2 separate regions of the Mus musculus genome follow, and region 2 is linked to region 1. A link is a contact called in public promoter capture Hi-C data. All regions are on one chromosome and are shown on one strand. Each heading gives the region's core, a stretch centred on a gene start, on an enhancer-like site or on the middle of the called end of the contact. The rest is flanking DNA. Distances are from core to core; before and after follow the strand shown.

What was found. Promoter capture Hi-C pulls out the DNA fragments that hold promoters and counts their contacts.
Region 2: a contact with region 1 is called in a promoter capture Hi-C map of cranial neural crest. The contact joins the promoter of Pbx4 here to the promoter of Lzts1 in region 1. A contact is called at or near these places in 2 of 39 promoter capture datasets (cranial neural crest and stem cell-derived epiblast-like cells).

Annotation. Positions count from the first base shown.
Region 1 is chr8:69,181,850-69,186,179 of GRCm38.p6, reverse strand. Lzts1 (leucine zipper, putative tumor suppressor 1) reads left to right here and starts at 1,982. Exons shown (of 4, transcript NM_001370971.1): 1 at 1,982-2,206.
Region 2 is chr8:69,830,263-69,834,592 of GRCm38.p6, reverse strand. It overlaps Pbx4 (pre B cell leukemia homeobox 4), which reads right to left and starts at 1,969. Exons shown (of 8, transcript NM_001024954.2): 1 at 1,742-1,969. The coding sequence starts at 1,884. Lpar2 (lysophosphatidic acid receptor 2) reads right to left here. Exons shown (of 3, transcript NM_020028.3): 3 at 3,491-4,330.

The DNA.
Region 1 (4,330 bases), core at 733-3,232:
TGGTCATGTTATTTAGGTTTTAACTGTGCAGCCACGTCACACATACGTACAAAGTACATCACAGGCTTCCTCTCATCAGTCTGCCTCCTTCACTCTCAACTCACCTCCCTTTACCTCTGAAGTATCCTGTCCATGGGTTGTTTCTATTGTCCCATGGTACATCCAGTTCCAACCTCACACCCAAATACTGCCCACTTTCTACCTAACTGGGCCACAATAGGTTAGTATGCATGCCCAGCTCTCTACCCACGGTGTATTTGAAAGAGATGTCAGTGCTACAGTAAAAGTGTCTTAGTCATGATGAGTCACAATTGTAATCCTAGCTCTCCAAAGAAAAGTCGTGAGCTCAAGGCCAGCCTTGACTACTTACTGAGAATATGTCTCAAAAAAGGAAAAAAGTGCCATATGTAATACCCACTTTGCAGAACAGGAAACTGAGGTCTAGCCTAGGATATGACTTTGTAATAGCAAAGGTAGGGCCAGAACCAGAAAGCTATAGGCTCCTTTGTCCAGTTCTCTGGAATATCACAATCGTGACAAAATTGAGTTTGACCAAGGACAAAGTTGAGTTGACAAAGATCTGTAATCCACCGTCCTTAGTCTCTCTTTGGAGTCCACTGTTACCTTCAAGAGCCAGAACAATTGTTCTGTATCCTCCCTATTCACCAAAATTCCTGAGACACCTCTGAGAAGACATGCTTATACCAAGTCAATGAGTGGGGCACAGAAAGAAGAAAAGGCTTCCATCAAAAGAGGCATCATTCTGCCTGTGGTGGTTAGAGGTGGGAGTAAGGATGGAACTCGGAACTGGAACTGGGGAACGTATAGATAGAGAGACGTCTGGCATAAACTCTCCTGTCTCAGTCTCCCAGGTCTCCCAGGTGCTGGGATTACAGGCTGGCTGGCTATTTATTTTCCCTCTTTAGTGTTCAGGAAGCTAGAATTACATAATTAAATAAAGCTTTAAATTAATCTAGGGTCAAAAGCAGGAGGGAGCAGCAGAGGTTTGGGGCAGGAGAGTGTCAGAAAGACTCTGATTCAGTCATGCTATTAGTGATCCCTACTCTCCTTCCCTTAACCTGCCCCTTTCAGGGCAAAGCTGGCAATTTCTGGACAGCGCCTCTGCCTTCAGACTGGCCTGCTTTTCACTATCTTACCCTCAGTGTACCCTCAGATAGGTGGTGAAAAGTGGGTGGATGGCTGATGCTTTTACTGCTGGGGATCGAAATTAAGGCCACAACCTTTATCTCTGAGCTAATTATCCAGCCCGCCCTGCCTATATATTTCTACTTTATATTTTGAAACAAGGTTACACTTCGGTGCTCCAGGCAGGACTTGAATTTTTAATTCTCCTGTTTCAGCCTCTCTCAAGTCCCTGGGATTACTGGCTAGCATCACTCAGGCTTCTGAAGTGTCAAAATTTAATTGGATCTTTTTGAGGACTGAAGTCAGGAGGCTCTGGGCTCTCTGGTCTATAATCGCAGCAAGGTGAAGCAATACCCTCATAACCCCTCTAGACCGTTAGTTTGGTCCTTAAACCAAGAAACTCAACCTTTTGCTGGGGTTGTGGCTGGGAGTTGGGCTGGAGAAATCACCGGTAAGAGGCAGAGGTAGCAAAGAAGAAGGGAATGCAGAAAATGGGTAAAGAAAATGCAAAGGCGAATAGAATGCAGACAGAGAAAGCAAGAACGAGGAGACAGTGGAAGATGAGGAAAGATAGAGAAAGGCTGAACAGACAGGAACCCCCGAGTGTGATGAAACGAGAGCTAAGAAACTGCGAGCCTGACCGGCGCGGGCTTTGGGCACAGAGGAGCCAGGAGGTCGGAGCAACCCCAGCTGTCAGTCTGGAACAAAGGCCGGGGAGAGAGCAGGACAGGGTGCAGGCAGTGCGGGCCAATGAATGTCGTTGACTCTGGCCCCGCCCCACTCGTGCCCCGCCCCACCCCGCCCCGCCGGCGGCCAGGGACCCAGCGCAAGGGCCAGAGCGCCCGGACGAGCTGGCGGGCTCTGGGAGGCTCCGACAAGCTCACAGTCCGAAAGTTTCTCTGTCTTTCTGCTGCTCCTGGGAGTGTGACTTGAGCGACGCGGGATCCGCCGGCTCTAGGAGCCCTCCAGAAAAAGAGAAAGGGGCACTGCACAAAATACACCGAAAAATCAAAATCTGCAGCCATTTGCAGCTATCCCCAAGGCGGAGGAGGACAGACAGGTAAGGTACGGGTACCCAGGGTCCTGTTCCTCCTTCGTGCAGGGTCTACAGCTCTGCGGACGGCCCAGACACAGGGAAGACTTCGCTTTCTACAGCATACCACTCCCGGGAGTGAGTCCGCTCGTCTGTCGGTCTTTGTCTGTCTGTGTCCGCGTCTGTCTAGGTGTCTTTGTTTCTACATGTAACTATCGGGGTGAAGGGCAGTGGTAGGTGTGGGGGAGTCTTCTTCCCTGTCACTGATTGTATTTCTAATCTGACCCCAGCCGGAAGGAAATGGTGTGCATCAGTCAATCCTTATGTCTTTGTCTGTCAGACCGGGGATTCTCGTAAACCTGAATTTCATCTTGGAGACGTGCATTAGGTGACATGAATGTAGAGATGAAGAAATGAGAGGTGAGGAAGTGAGGCCACAGAGACTGGGGCCCCAGACAGAGGATCCAGCTGCTGGCGACTGGCTAGTGAACTTTACCTTGCTGGCTGGAACTTTGGAGGTACATGTGTCTGGAAGGAATAGGAATGAGCTTGGACGAATACACAGGTAGACAGACACATAGACACACACTGACACACCTCAGTTCACTCCTTTTTCTCATTCACCACAGGGAATCAGATCCCCTCTGTTTTTGCTTCTCATCTGCCCTGGCTTCACTCAGCAATAGAAACCCAAACACCACGGACCAGGTGATGTTTCCCTTCCCTGCTCCAAGTGGAAGGGATTAAACTGTGGCACATGTGAGCATTCTGCTCACCCACGGGTTGTCAGTCCTCAATTTCCCAAGCACTAGAGATGTTTAGGGATCCAAGAACCATGCCTTCTGCCCTCAGGTTTTCTGCATGCTCCTTGGATTGCTGAGGAGCAGGCTCTGGGTTCTGGGTAGCTGTCATCGAGACTTCTCCACCAGAGGGTCTCTCCTCCCTGGAAACACAATCTAGTCTCAGCCCATCACAGAGAGATGAGCTGCCCGCATGCACTTCTCCCAGAACCCAGATCCTGACGGGGGGGGGGGGGGGGCTGCTGGTAAGGGATTTTGAGGATTTGTAACCTGAGCTTCCTTCAAGTTCAGAAACAATTTTCTGCAGGCAGACAGAAGGAAAATGGAGGTGTTTGAAAGGTGTATGCACATGAATATCCAAGTTAGAGTTTACAGGGGTAAGAGTCTTCAAGGTTGGCACAGAGCAGAATGTGGGCAGGAGTCTGTGGGCAGAGAATGCACCCTAATCAGGCAATGGCCCACACCTTGTATTTACCTAGCTCTTTCTTCTGACCATTTTCAGTGCATCATAGATGTTATCTCATTTGTTGTCTCCTTTATCCTCACACCGTAACTACCACATTAGTATGAGATGTGATTTACTCTGTGTCTGCCAGTGAAGAAACAGAGGCACCAAAATGCAAGGGTGTTCCCTGAGATCCCATAACCAATGAGAGCCAAGTCCATCATTAATGAAATCCAAAACTTCATGTCTTAGCTGTGGAGATGGGAGTATAGAGCACTCATCTGCTAGAGTTGAGAAGAACTGTCTGTGTGTGGGGGGAGGGGGAGATGGCGGGGGGGGGGGAATGAGAGCATCCTTCCTGGAGGGTTCATGGAAGGACCAGACATTTGCTTTTGCTCAGGATGATTGTCTTTCCTATTTCTAGCCTATGTCTTGGCGCCCTCTGCAAGGCAAACCTGCTTTAGCCATTCAGTCTGTGCACTCTTGAGACTGAAGGAGATTTCCTTGTGTGGCTATCTACCTCTGATGGTTGCAGGAGCTGAGGTAGGAGAAGTATGCTGTTGGGGAGTGCTCTGGGTGTGCCAGTTCTCTGAGAGTGTGAAGAGTGCTCAGTTGCCATGCAGGGTTAAGAAGCGAGATGTCTGCATGTATGGGTGAAGAAGTAGATCTCTGTTCCTGAAAATGTATTCTTATGCCTTTGGGCGTGTTTAACAGTCACCCCACAGCTTTTCATTGGATGCTACAAAACGCAAGGCTTTGGGACCCACAATGAAGCAGGAATGAATATCATAGTCTGGGGTTAGTTTCCTTGAACGAGTGCTTCCTTGAAATTCAGGGGTTCTGTGTTTGAGACCCTAACACTACATAAACCTTCATATGGTGGCACAGTATTATAACCAAACCTTG
Region 2 (4,330 bases), core at 720-3,219, 650 kb before region 1:
CCTTTAATCCTAGTAATTGGGAGACAGAGAGAGGCAGGTAGATTTCTGAGTTCGAGGCCAGCCTGGTTTCAGGAGTTCCAGGACAGCCAGGGCTACACAGAGAGACCCTGTCTTGAAAAAACCCACAACAATGGAGGCAGGGTGTGGGCACCAAACAACAGCTCCTGAGGTAGCCTTTGGGGACCTGTGCAAGAACGGACTCCTGGCTTCTTCCCCTTCTACATCTCTGGAGCAGCAATTCTGCAGCCACTCCAAGTCTATGGAACCCAAGGCAGGGAAATAACCCAAATCCCAACTTGACCTCATGAACCAGAGTGGAAGGGAAGAACTGACTTTCTCAGGGCTTCTGAGACTTCATATACATGCTTCAGTCCATAAATAAATGTAAATGCAAAAGCCAGAGCATGATCGAGGAAGACCGCTGATAGTGACCTCTTACCTCAATACACACATGCGCGATGTGGACCAGCATGCACACGTGCACATACACACAAAGCCACATCATCACACACATATATGAAAGAAATGCTTTAAAATGGGTCCCTGAGTGCTGGCCTAGCATGCACAAAGCCCTGTGTTCAGCCTGAGCATCACACGAGCTGGGTGTGCTGGTACATGCACTCAGGGAGGCTGAGGCAGGAGATCATCCTGGACTGTATGTGTTGTATGGAGAGTTTCAGGCTAGCCTGGGAAACATGAGGTCCTCTCCCAAACAAACAGACAAATAAATATAAAGAAAAGGAATCCTTGGGATGTGGTTAGTGGGTGGCGGATGACTCTCACCCCAGCACTCTGAAGGTAAAGACTGCATGATCAGGAGTTCAAGGTTATCTTTTGTTTGTTTGTTTGTTTGTTTGAGTCTCTGGATGGTTCTAGCCAGGGTTTCTCTGTGTAGCCCTGGCTGTCCTGGAACTCGCTTTGCAGACTAGGCTGGCCTCGAACTCAAAGATCCTTCCAAGGTTATCTTTTAATAAGTTTGAGGGATGGAGAGAGGGCTCAGTGGTTAAGAGCACTGACTGCTCTTCCAGAGATCCTGAGTTCAATTCCCAGCAACCACTTGGTGGCTCACAGTCATCTGTAATGGGATCTGATGCCCTCTTCTGGTGTGTCTGAAGACAGCTACAGTGTACTCATATACATAAAATAACTGACTCTTTAAAAAAAATGATGAGTTTGAAGCAAGCCTGGTGATAAAAGCTCCTGCCAGGTTGGGGGTGGGTACACTGGAGAGAGAGCTTAGTGGTTTAGTGTACTCGCTACACTCCCAAAGAACTGGAGATCTCTACTCACATGTCGGGAGCACACACACATACACACAAAGAGAAAATAAAAACTATAAAAAGACGGGTGCCCTCTATGTCCACCCAGCTCCCCATATCCGTTCCTGAAAGTTCTCAACGGATCCTGTATCAGATCATTCTAGTACAGGCTCTTCAGTAGCTTCTCTTCCACTGTGTGACTTGCAAACTTGCGGTCTTTGCCCTACCCCAACCCTACGCGTCCGCCAATAATAGATCACTTAACCCTTCCAATGTCTCCTGTTCCCAGGGCCGGGCTTTTACCTCCATAACTCTGATACCCTCTTTCCTCACGAAGTCACCCTTTAGTCCAGGACAAATTCTTGTATCCTTCATTCCCTCTGGCCCAAGATCACTCCGCCTGTCCATCACTCCAAGCTCAGCTGCACCTGTCCCATCCTCATCCCGCCTCCGCCCCTTCCCTTCCTGCCCGGGAGCCGCACCTGGCCTGAGCCTCGTCCAGGCTCTGGTCGGTGATGGCCATGATCTGCTGCAGGACGTCGCTCGTGTCATGGCCTAGTGGAGCTGTGGTCGGCAGGCGGCGCGGGGCGGGCTGTGGCGGCACGGGACGCAGAGGGGCGGCCATGGGCTACAGTCCCGAGCGAGCGCAGAGGGACAGGTCCCGCCGGGCTCTCGCGCTTGCGCAGCAGCCAACCGCCGCAGACCCAGGGACCACGCCTCCTTCAAGTCCACTAGCCAATAAAACGCCCTTTTCATCTATCTTCGCCGTGCATCACCCTCTCCTTCGCGATGCGCCCCAAACAGCTTCTCAACGGCTGCTGAGGGTTGAGGGTTGTCTAGGAAACAGGAATTCTCTTCTGATCCTCCCACCCCTCAGGACACGCCCCCTGTGGGCGCCGTCACCAATCAGCACCATGCACTGTTCCCCCTCCTCAGCGACTAGCTAGAAACTTCCTTTCTCAACTGCCAGTAAGAAAGGAACCCCATGGTTGGGGTTGCCATGGTAACGACTACCGCCTGCATTTGCTTAAGTCTGGTGCACTTTATGGCTACCTTCCCCATCATAGGCCCTCGTCCCTTGCTTACTCCAGTGCCTCTGCCTTCTCTTTAGTCCTGGATCTGTTTAGGTTATCACTTCTTCACAGGGCCCGGGTTCTTTACAGTCATTCACATCTGAGTTTACTTCCTCAGAGGCTTGCATCCTCACTGTTTGCTCCCCATCTTCATATTTTTCAAAAATTTCAAAAATTTGTGGGTGGGCAAGGCGACACATGCCTTTAATCCCAACACCAGGGAGATGGATCTCTGTGAGCTCTAGGCTAGCCTAGGCTACATAGTTTCCAGACAGCCAGGGCTATACAGAGAGACCTTGTTTCAAAAATAACTTGAGACAGAGTCTCTTATTGCCCATGCTGTCCTCAAGTTTGTTATGTAATGAAGGTTGCCCGAGTTTGCTATGATTGGAGCATGATCTCGAACTTTCTTCTACCTCTAACTCCTAAGTGCTGGGATGAGTGCTGTGTGCCACAGGGCCCTGTTTGTGTGGTGAAGAGGATGGAATTCAGGGCAGCAAGCATACCAGACAAAACCCTACCAACCTAACTATATCTGTACCCTAAATTTTCAGCGTCTTGAGTCAGTGCCTCATATAGTTCAAACTGATATCAAATTCACTGGTAACTGAGAGTGCCTTCCCCTCTCCTCACTGCCCTGGCTACTTCCTCAGAACTGTGGGTCTTCCTCCTCATAGCTCCCCACAGCTCCTCAGAATTCCCACTCCCCAGTCCTGCCTCTTCCTCAAGGCCTCTCACACCTGAGTCCCAGGCTCCGCAAAATTTCTGGTCCTTTTCACAGTCCCTCCCACCCCCCGCCCTGGGGTTCTCCCAGCAGCCCTCAGGGTCCTCCACTCTATGACTCCTCAGAATTCTTCTGGGCTGGTGAGATGGCTCAGTGGGTAAGAGCACCCGACTGCTCTTCTGAAGGTCCAGAGTTCAAATCCCAGCAACCACATGGTGGCTCACAACCATCTGTAACATGATCTGACTCCCTCTTCTGGTGTGTCTGAAGACAGCTACAGTGTACTTACATATAATAATAAATAAATCTAAAAAAAAAAAAAAAAAAGAATTCTTCTGACCTCAAGAGCATCAATGTCTGCAATATTTGACTTTTTCTGGGGAACTGCTCTGGGATAAGAAGTTAACCTGACCAAAGAAACAACTTCACTCAAGTCCAGTTTTGTGAACCAGGGACTTTATTGAGGTTCCTCCCCAATGCATGGGCAGCTCCAGCAGAAATGTATCATCTTCCCTCCCCCACCTTCATTATGGGTCTATAATCTTTATTGAGGAGAGTGGTCCTATGCATATGTCCTGTATTTGTACAAAAACATATTAGTGGTCCAAACTTGTGAGGTCATGCATGAATGAACGCAGTTCTTGATTCAACATGGCAATGACCATATCCAGCCTGGAGGGGTATGACTGTTTCCCATAAGTCCTGGGCCCCTCGAGCATAGTCTCCTTTGGCTGGTCACCAGAATCCTGTTATAACCGTATGGACCTTCCATGCTTACCCCAACTCTGAATAAAGATACAGAGACATGTTTATTTATAAATGCCTAGGCCTTATAGCTAGGCTTGTTCCCAACTAGCTCGTACAACTTCTACTAACACATTTATATTATTCCATGTCTGCCTCATGGCTTGTGACCTCTCGGTCTCTAGTACTGGAGCCTGCTTCTTCCTCCATGTTGGGCTTCTAGAGCCTGACTCCTTCAGAGTTCAATCTCTCCCTGCAAGTCCGGAGCTGGCAGTCTCCGGCTTCACTATAGGCCAACAGCTTTTTATTAAAACCAGTCAGAAGGGGAGAGAGGGGTGTTAACAAAACCAGCATCTGGGTAATAGGAAGACATGCTTTATACAGTGCACAAAAAGGTTATCCCTCCACCGTGCCTTTCCCTAAACCTTTCTGTTTCCCTTTTACCAGGCTTGGGGGGGGTGGGGGGACAGATGAAAAGTGTAGATTTGTGTAGATGGCAGGAAGGAAGCTAGAATCCAGTACCTTTCTCC